2 separate regions of the Mus musculus genome follow, and region 1 is linked to region 2. The links are chromatin contacts, called in public HiChIP or PLAC-seq maps. All regions are on one chromosome and are shown on one strand. Each heading gives the region's core, a stretch centred on a gene start, on an enhancer-like site or on the middle of the called end of the contact. The rest is flanking DNA. Distances are from core to core; before and after follow the strand shown.

Evidence for each region. HiChIP or PLAC-seq counts read pairs in DNA pulled down with a chosen protein or histone mark.
Region 1: a contact with region 2 is called in an RNA polymerase II HiChIP or PLAC-seq map of embryonic stem cells, with 10 read pairs. The contact joins the promoter of Resf1 here to the enhancer-like site in region 2. A contact is called at or near these places in 2 of 39 promoter capture datasets (the 3T3-L1 cell line and embryonic stem cells), 2 of 115 datasets of contacts at active chromatin or transcription factors (both in embryonic stem cells) and 2 of 9 other capture datasets (liver and pancreatic islet).

The regions. Positions count from the first base shown.
Region 1 is chr6:149,307,333-149,311,447 of GRCm38.p6, reverse strand. Resf1 (retroelement silencing factor 1) reads right to left here and starts at 2,034. Exons shown (of 5, transcript NM_026054.3): 1 at 1,544-2,034; 2 at 1,071-1,126.
Region 2 is chr6:149,017,025-149,021,264 of GRCm38.p6, reverse strand. Dennd5b (DENN/MADD domain containing 5B) reads left to right here. Exons shown (of 21, transcript NM_177192.3): 11 at 642-720; 12 at 1,843-1,924; 13 at 4,155-4,240. Among named protein-coding and RNA genes, the nearest start is that of Gm25539, 52 kb to the right of the region's middle. Within about 2 kb of position 2,619, at least 7 of the 459 cell types and tissues checked have an H3K27ac peak or open chromatin away from gene starts, as enhancers often do. A contact at or near this core is called in embryonic stem cells, where this site is marked.

The DNA of each region.
Region 1 (4,115 bases), core at 785-3,284, 290 kb before region 2:
AGATAAGGAAACAATACAATGGATGAATGTAACCATGGAAACCAAACCTAGAGTGAGTTGCGGTGGCCAGACAGGAGTATTTAAGCTACACTTAACCAATAATAATTAAAGCATTCACACATTACTCCATTGGAAGTTCACCTTACTTCAACTTTATCATACTCATGCACACACTCTAGGCTTGGTTTCCATGGCTACATTCATCCATGGTATCATTTCTTTATCTTGTTCCTTACACTGTAGGAACCATAGCCCTCGTAGGCAGAAAAGGCTTTCTAACAGGTTTTATGGTCATGGACTGGAACCCTAGAGATCACTAAGTATAAGTGCTTAAAGACATGACTCAATAGTTGTGGCCCTAAAAGTGGTCCCAGCACTAACATGTGGCTATAACTGCCTGTAACTCCAGTTCTAGAGGATCCAGGCCTTCTTCTGAGCTCTACACACCAAGCACACAAAACTACACTTACATGTGGGCAAAACACTTACGCACATAAATTAAAACAAGTTAAAAATAAATAAGAAACAGTCCCTGGTACTACATTCCCACCAAAAATAAGAGCTAGCCTCTGCCTAGGTAACTTTAATTCACCAGCTACCATAATCTTTTCCAGGGTAGCAATCTGGCTGAGTTCTATCTCGAACACTGCCAAAATTCAAAACAAAACAAAAAATGCAAAAATCATCTCTCCTCTATCTCATGAAGGCAAAAAATAAAATTGTTAAGTACCATACCAACAACATTATTTCTTAAGCTTTGCCATCAAATCTACTGTGTCCCATTGGATCTGTGACAGTTTTGTTTGGTGATAGTTTTTTGAGTCTTTCACTATGCAGTCCTAGCTAAACTGAAATTTGGTATGTAGATTAGGCTAGCCTTTAACTCAAAGATCTGTCTGACTTGGTCTCCCAAATGCAAAAATTGAAGGCAAGCACATGCTAGGCAAGTTCTGTAGGTTTAACTAGTGTTGATTCAATGATACTCTTTATTCTAAAATAAGTTAGTCCACGGTACAATGCAAATAGTCATCCAGTAGAACCAGGATAGGCTTTATAAAAGGCAAACTTACCTGTAAATACAATTTTACCTTTTAATCTCTTCCACAAGGTATTCACGCCTCTAATTCTATGAAAATCAAGAAACAAGAAAGCAAGAGTTAAGGTCTAGTACATTTCCCTTACAGTGTCATTGAGACCATACTAAGTTTACTGAATTTATTTCAATTGTGCTAAAAACAAAACTACTGAATTAGGCTACTCTCAAAATATTCCCTGCCACTAGAATTCAAGCGGGCTTCTCCAAGTCCACTACTGCCCTTTAATACCAAAGCAAAAATACTTCTTTAGTAATTTTAGTGGACTGATAAAAGAGAACCTGATGGGGGCTGAGTGGAGCAATAACTAAGACCTTAGTATATCTGAATGGTAACAAGAAACAAACTTAAGATTCCCCTTAACTGTAACACACCCAGCAGACAATTTAAATCCCCACGCAAGTTCTGTAGTTGGCCTACTGAAATGCAAGCCAGCTCACCCACTTTACCTGTTTTTCCATTTTTCTAGGAAGGCACTCTTAAGTACCACAAATGCAAACAGATTCCAAGATGCTGCGGGCCGCGGCGCTCACACAGGCCTGGGCGCTCGAAGGCGGAGCGCAAGGCAATTCCGCTGGGTCGCAGGGGGGCCAAGGAGCGGAAGACCGAGACAGAAAGAAACCGAAAAACAAAACAAAGCTCTGCTTCTCCTTCCGAAACCGGAAGGGACGCTTAGCTGCAACAAGCCCGCCTGCTTCTCGGGCCAACAACCTCAGACCGCGCCCGCCCGGCGCGCAGCGACCCCGCGGTACAGCGAGGACCCGGGCGGCGCCCCTCCGCCGGGACAGAGGTGGCGAAAACCCAGCCCCGAGCCCAGGGGGCCGAACAAAAGCCCGATCCGAAGCAGACCTGCCGCCCGGCGGGTGCTTACACGCCAATAGCAAGGGACGAGGCCTCTGCCAAGCGCAGAGCGCGCAGAGGTTTGGTGGCAGCCTTCGTTGGGGCGGGTCCAGCTGGGTCCCCACTCCGCCCCCGAGCGCTTGCACCAGGGCCGCGGTCCTAGTGCCGGGCAGGTGTGCCTTCTACAGTCTGAGGGGAGAAAAAAGCTCAGCCTTGCACCTAGAATTTATATGAGAATCACCTGAGGGTGTAAGACCCCCAGGCCTTACAATCATATTATGATGGGTCAGCAAATCAGCAGAATATTTTTAAACTCATTGGTCAGCTACCAATGTCGCGGGGGAATTCTGGCAGCAAGGTCAGAGCAATTTGTGGTTTTTCTTGGAATTTAGTGCGAGGCGGGACAGGAGAACTGTTATTATTTGTTATAGTTATTTCTCCGAGAACTGCTAATCTTGTTTTCGCAGCTTTAGACTTGGTCTGGTCATTTTGACTGCTAAAACTATATTTCTACAAGGGCTTCTGGAGTGAAACGTCAAGGGCCAGTGGAAATATATTGTTGGGGTTCAGGAATCGCCACACAAACTGAAAAGAGTGAATTGGCCTGATGGAATTGGGCTCCTGAGTGCAGGAATTTGTTCAATAAATGCTGTTTGCTGTTGCATAGTATTTGAGTCTGGGATATCATTCTTCAGAGATTCATGTTCATATACTAACAAAAGTATATGAACAGTGATCCAGTTAAGCAACTTACTGAACACTTACCCTATTAATAAACCTTCAGGACTGCAAAAAGAACTCAGAAACATAATTATATTCCTAGTCTGCTCTCAGGGTAGGCTTTTTATAGGGAAAATAACAAAACATTTAATGGGCAAGAAGGGAAGCAGTAGGCTTACTAGGCAAAGTATTATCAGCTAACTTTTAAGCTGATTGGTCCTAGGTAAGGAATGGAGGTGTAAGACCTCCGAGGCTTTACCCTGGGTGCGCAAGCCCAAAAACACAACTTGACAACAGATCGCTGCAATGGCAAGAGGTTTATTGTTCTGACACGTCGCAGGGAGGGTCAACCCCAGAGCTCAGAAAGCATAGTTCCTTTATACATTTTGTGGAGGGTTGGACAGCCATATTATGATGGGTCAGCAAAGCAGCAGTATATTTTAAAACTCATTGGTCAGCTACTAATGTTTCAGGGAATTCTGGCAAGAAGGTCAGTTTGTGTTTTTTCTCGGAATTTAGTGCGAGGTGGGGCAGGAGACTTTTTCCGAGAACTGTTATTTTTCTGAGAACTGCTAATCTTGTTTTGGCAGCTGTAGACTTGGTCGGTTCATTTTGACCCCTAAAACTATGATTTCTACAGAGGGTGGTACATGGGTGGTGAACATGAAGGACCCTAAGGGCTTTTGCCAGTCTTACACTCCCTCTCCCCACTTCTGCTTCTCCCTCCCACCTGAGGTCAAGACCAAGTCAAATTCCATTCTCCACCCACAGGAACTTTCTTGAGTAAACAATTCTCAGAAAAACCACAGAATGTACTGACTGATAGTCACCTGACCCTCTGGAAAGTCCCAGATAGAGTTCAAATGCACGTCATGATCTACCCATGCTTTCTAGCCAATAGATTTAAAGGTCAATATGGTTAGCCAATAAGTTTGAACTGTAACCTTTCTGATGTAACCTGTGCCCTTAAAAAGTATAAAAACTGCAGTAGCTGTTCAGAGTCACCTTCTAGTCACTCTCCTTGAGAGACTAATTGAAGGTCGATCCCATCGCACCAGAAAATAAACCTCTTGCTTTTTGCATCTATCTGTCTCAGTGTTGGAGTTGTCTTGAAGTAAGTATCACTGACCGAGGGTGGGGGTCTTACAAACGGGTGAAATTTGAGATAACATGAGTATTATAATCATAACTTTTTGGATTATTAGTAGCATTCTTCAATGTCAGCCACAAAAACCACAGTGAGCTCAAACTCAGGTGCACGAAGGTGCACTGCTTGGTGATCATCTCTGACAAGCCATTTTAGACATGACAATCCATATTGACCTTTGATTTAACAGGTCCTACCTAAAGTTTTGTGGAATTTCTTAAGATTAACAAACATAACAGGATGTGTGCTCAGCATGACCTTTCTCTGAGTCAAGTTATTTTTTTGTGTTAATGACTGGCAGGAATATTATTAGC
Region 2 (4,240 bases), core at 1,370-3,869:
TGGCTCAGTATTGCAGTATTACTATAAAATGAGAAATTATCTTTTGATGAATTGTTTCTTTTTTTTTTTTTTTTTTGGTTTTTCAAGACAGGGTTTCTCTTTATAGCTTTGGCTCTCCTGGAACTCACTTTGTAGACCAGGTTGGCCTCAAACTCAGAAATCCGCCTGCCTCTGCCTCCTGAGTGCTGGGATTAAAGGCGTGCGCCACCCACGCCCGTTTTATCACGTAATCTTGAAAGTATGGAAGTCTTCAGGATCCAGGAAAAAAACAAAACAAAGAGGGATAAATATATGAGTGGGTTCAGCAGTTGGCATGGAAGGGGGTTAGAGAGGAGCTGTGAGCTTACACAAACTAGGGAATTATGTTTAAATATGTGAAGAGAGAAGACAAAATCCAGGGTCTCCTGAAGATAACTGGTTCACAAGCAGACTTCATGCAGGATTCGACCACAGAGGGAAGATCAGGAAGCAATCTACTTAGCAGTGGAGACACAAAGCTGACTTGGTTTAGTTCCTGGATAAAGTAAGACTATTTTAAGAATTTGTAGTCAAAGAACCTGAAATCATTTAAGTTTGGAGTCCAAATTATACTACCTTCACTCAAGAGAGCCTTTTAAAAAGTGAAAATGTTATCCTTTCAGGGGAAGTCTGCCTTGTGGTCACATTTGCTCCAGTTTCAGGATAGAGAAGAGAAACAAGAGCACCTCACAGACTCGCCAGGTAAGAAGGTGTTGGATAAGGTAGATTGCTTCAAGTCTCATCAATTAGAGCTCTACTTCCTCATTATAAGACAGAGAAAATAGTACCAATTCCAAATGATCATGTTGATATAAAAGGAAAAAAACAATTGTGAAGGTGTGTTTGAGTATGATATGGTAGATACTGATTTATTAAAGAAAAGTTCCGTGACCGCCGTTAATAACCTTAATGTCTCTTGTTACACTTCATTTGATTATTTTTTATGTGGGCATTTGTATGTGGAGGTCAGGTGACAACTTGGAGGAGTCGATTCTCTTCTTCCACCACATGAGACCTGGAAATTTAATTTGGTTGTTGGGTTTGGTGGCAGGTACCTTTATCCACTGCTCTATCTCAATAACCTTTCTTTTTTTATTTTGTCAGGATCAATTATGCTATTGTGTTGTTAAATTAAATTCCAGGAAAAAAATGTGTGTTTATCTCCAAGACTCTTTAAGAGTCATATTCTTTCACATAGCTTGTTTCCAACTGTGGCCACAGCTAGTTTACTGTGTTAATAAAGTATCAATACTAAATGGTCAGCCCTGAAAACATACACAAACAAGTAACATCATACAGACTGAGTAGGTTGTATTTATGTATTTAGAAATACATATACGGACTGAAGAGATGGTTCAGCAGTTAAAAGCAATGACTGCTCTTCCGAAGGTCATGAGTTCAAATCCCAGCAACCACATAGTGGCTCACAACCATCCTTAATGAGATCCAATGCCCTCTTCTGGTGTGTCTGAAGATAGCTACAGTGTACTTAGATATAATAATAAATAAAATCTTAAAATACACACACATCTAATGAAAAAAAAGAGTCCATGATTCTGAAAGAGCAAAATTGTGGGGAGTGGAAGGCACATGGGAGGGTTTAGAGTGAGGAAAGGGAAGGCTGACATGATGTATTTATATTATAATCTCATGGTGCTATACCCCATCAGAACCAGCACTTGGGAGGCAGAAGCATGTGGATCTATGTGAGTTCAAGGCCAGCCAGAGTTACACAAAAGGATTCTGTCTTGAAAAAAAAAAACAACTAAAGTATAAATTCTTACTGTTATTGTCCTAATACTTTGCTAATATTTTTCTACATAGTTGCCCTTGGACCAGAAAGAAGAAAATCTGACTCAGGAGTTATGTTACCAACACTCAGAGTCTCTCTTATTCAAGACATGAGGTATTTGTTACACATGGTAATAAATGTAGCTTTCACCTATATTGCTCAAGTAATAACTATACCTTTTGATTATATATTCTGAAGAAAGTATCATCATAATATAATATTTTTATTTATTTATTTTATATTTATCTTATGAGTATTAGTGTTGACCTGTGGAAGGACACATACATAAACCATGTTGCGGGAAATATTAAAAATGAACCCGCCAACTCTCCTGCTCCTGCTTCTCTCAACCCGCCAACTCTCCGGGAGCAGCTCTCTCCAGCCAGCCCCCATAGCGTCTCTCCAGCCAGCCCCCATAGCGTCTCTCCAGCCAGCCCCCATAGCGTCTGGCTCGCTTGTCCCTGGAGCTACTAGTTCTCTCTACTTTTGGTGGTACCACATTCCAGTAACCAAGTAAAGCAAAATTCTTGAGCCTTATAATTAACCAATCAGATTTATGTATCAATAAATTCTCAGTTTACAAGATGCCAATACAATAATTTCAGAACCAATTGATAACGATAAAAGCTTTATCCCAAATATTCTAATATTCATAACTACCTATGGCTGGTTAAAGGCACGCTGGTTCACATCTGCCTCCATTTTTCCTTCCTTCTCTCTCTTTCTCTCACCCCCACCCCATGCTCTCTTTCCCTGCAACTCTTAGCTCCGCCTCCCTTTTCCCTGTCCAATCACAGGCCTCCTGCTGCCCTAATGTAATTGGACAAGGAAAATCCTGCAACAAAACCATATGCACGCCTGGTGACCCCTAGAGTTCAGACGACGCAGAAGCTGGATCTCCTAGAACCAGAACTAGAGATGGTTGTTAGCTGACTTAGTAGTTAGCTCTTGTTAGTAGGCACTGAGAACCAACTGAGTCTTCTGCAAAAGCAGCAAACACCCTTAGCCAGGGAGCCACCTCTCCAGCCCCAGTCTCTCCAGCCCCAGTCTTACTGTTTTACTGTTGTGCTGTTTTGTTTTGTTCTTTCTGACATTAAATAAAAAGGGAAGGTGGAGCAGAAGAGTTTTCTAAACTACAATGTCTCCTGTTTGGATTTTTGAAAAGTCTCTAAAATGCCTGTTATCTATACATATATAGACCAAAAAACCCTGTAAATAGCAACAGATACTTAGCAGAAAATTGGTCTCAGAAAGATACAGATTTTTGTATGTATGTATGATTGTTTGTTTGTTTGTTTGTTTTTCAAGAAAGGGCTTCTCTGTGTAGCCCTGTCTGTCCTGGAACTCACTCTGTAAACCAAGTTAGCCTCAGAGCTCAAAAGATTGTCCTGTTTCTGCCTCAAGCCACCACTGCCTGGCAAATTGTAGCTTAAAAAAATACAAGTATTAAAATTTAGCATTTTCTACCAGCAGTGGAGGGCCATGCCTTTAGTTCCAGCACTTAGAAGGCAGGGGCAGGTAGATCTCTCAAGTTTAAGGCCAGCCTAGTCTACAGAGCAAATTCCAGAACACAGAGAAGCCCTGCCTTGAAAAATATGTGATTTAGAAAATAATTGTAACACTTCTGACTTTTTGTACCTTTTATGGTGACACATGTCTTTAATCCCAACTCTTGGAGGCAGAAGCAAGCAGATCTCTGAGTTTATTATGACCAGCCTAGTCTACATAATGATGTTCAAAAGAGCCAGAGCTAAACATGTCTCAAAACAAACAAAAAGTCACTGAGTTCTCTTAAAGTTATACTTTGTTGGTATAATTTGTATGTGTGCACGTGTGTGTGCATGTGTGTTCATGTGTATACTCATGTTCGTGTATGCATGTTTGTGTATGTCCATGTGTATTCTTGTTTCTGGGTCATGTGGGACTATGGAGCAAGTTAAGCAAATCCTTGCTAATTTCAGTAATTAACAGATTTTTTTTTTTTTTTTTTGTAAAACATGAGTCTATCTCAGATGGCATGATTGCTCTCCTAGACTACTGTAAAGATAGTGTAGTTCTCTACATATGACTTTCTTTAAGGACAGTTTAAAAATGGGAAAATGTTAAAATTGTATAATTATTTTGGGTCTTTCACCCATCAATGTAACTGGATGCTGCTTGTCATCCATGCAACAGAAAGACATAAGACACATGGGACTCGTGTCATCTTGAGTTTTTATTTTAACTATGATTTATTTGAAGTGGATGCATTGTTTTAAGAAAAAGTATTTCATATAAGTTGTATAAAAACAAGATTATTTAAATGCAAAAACAATGTCTTGCTTGTTGGCTGTGATTTTTTTAGGCATATTCAGAACATGACTGAGATCAAGACTGACGTTGGACGGGCGCGGGCGTGGATAAGGTTGTCCCTGGAAAAGAAGCTCTTGT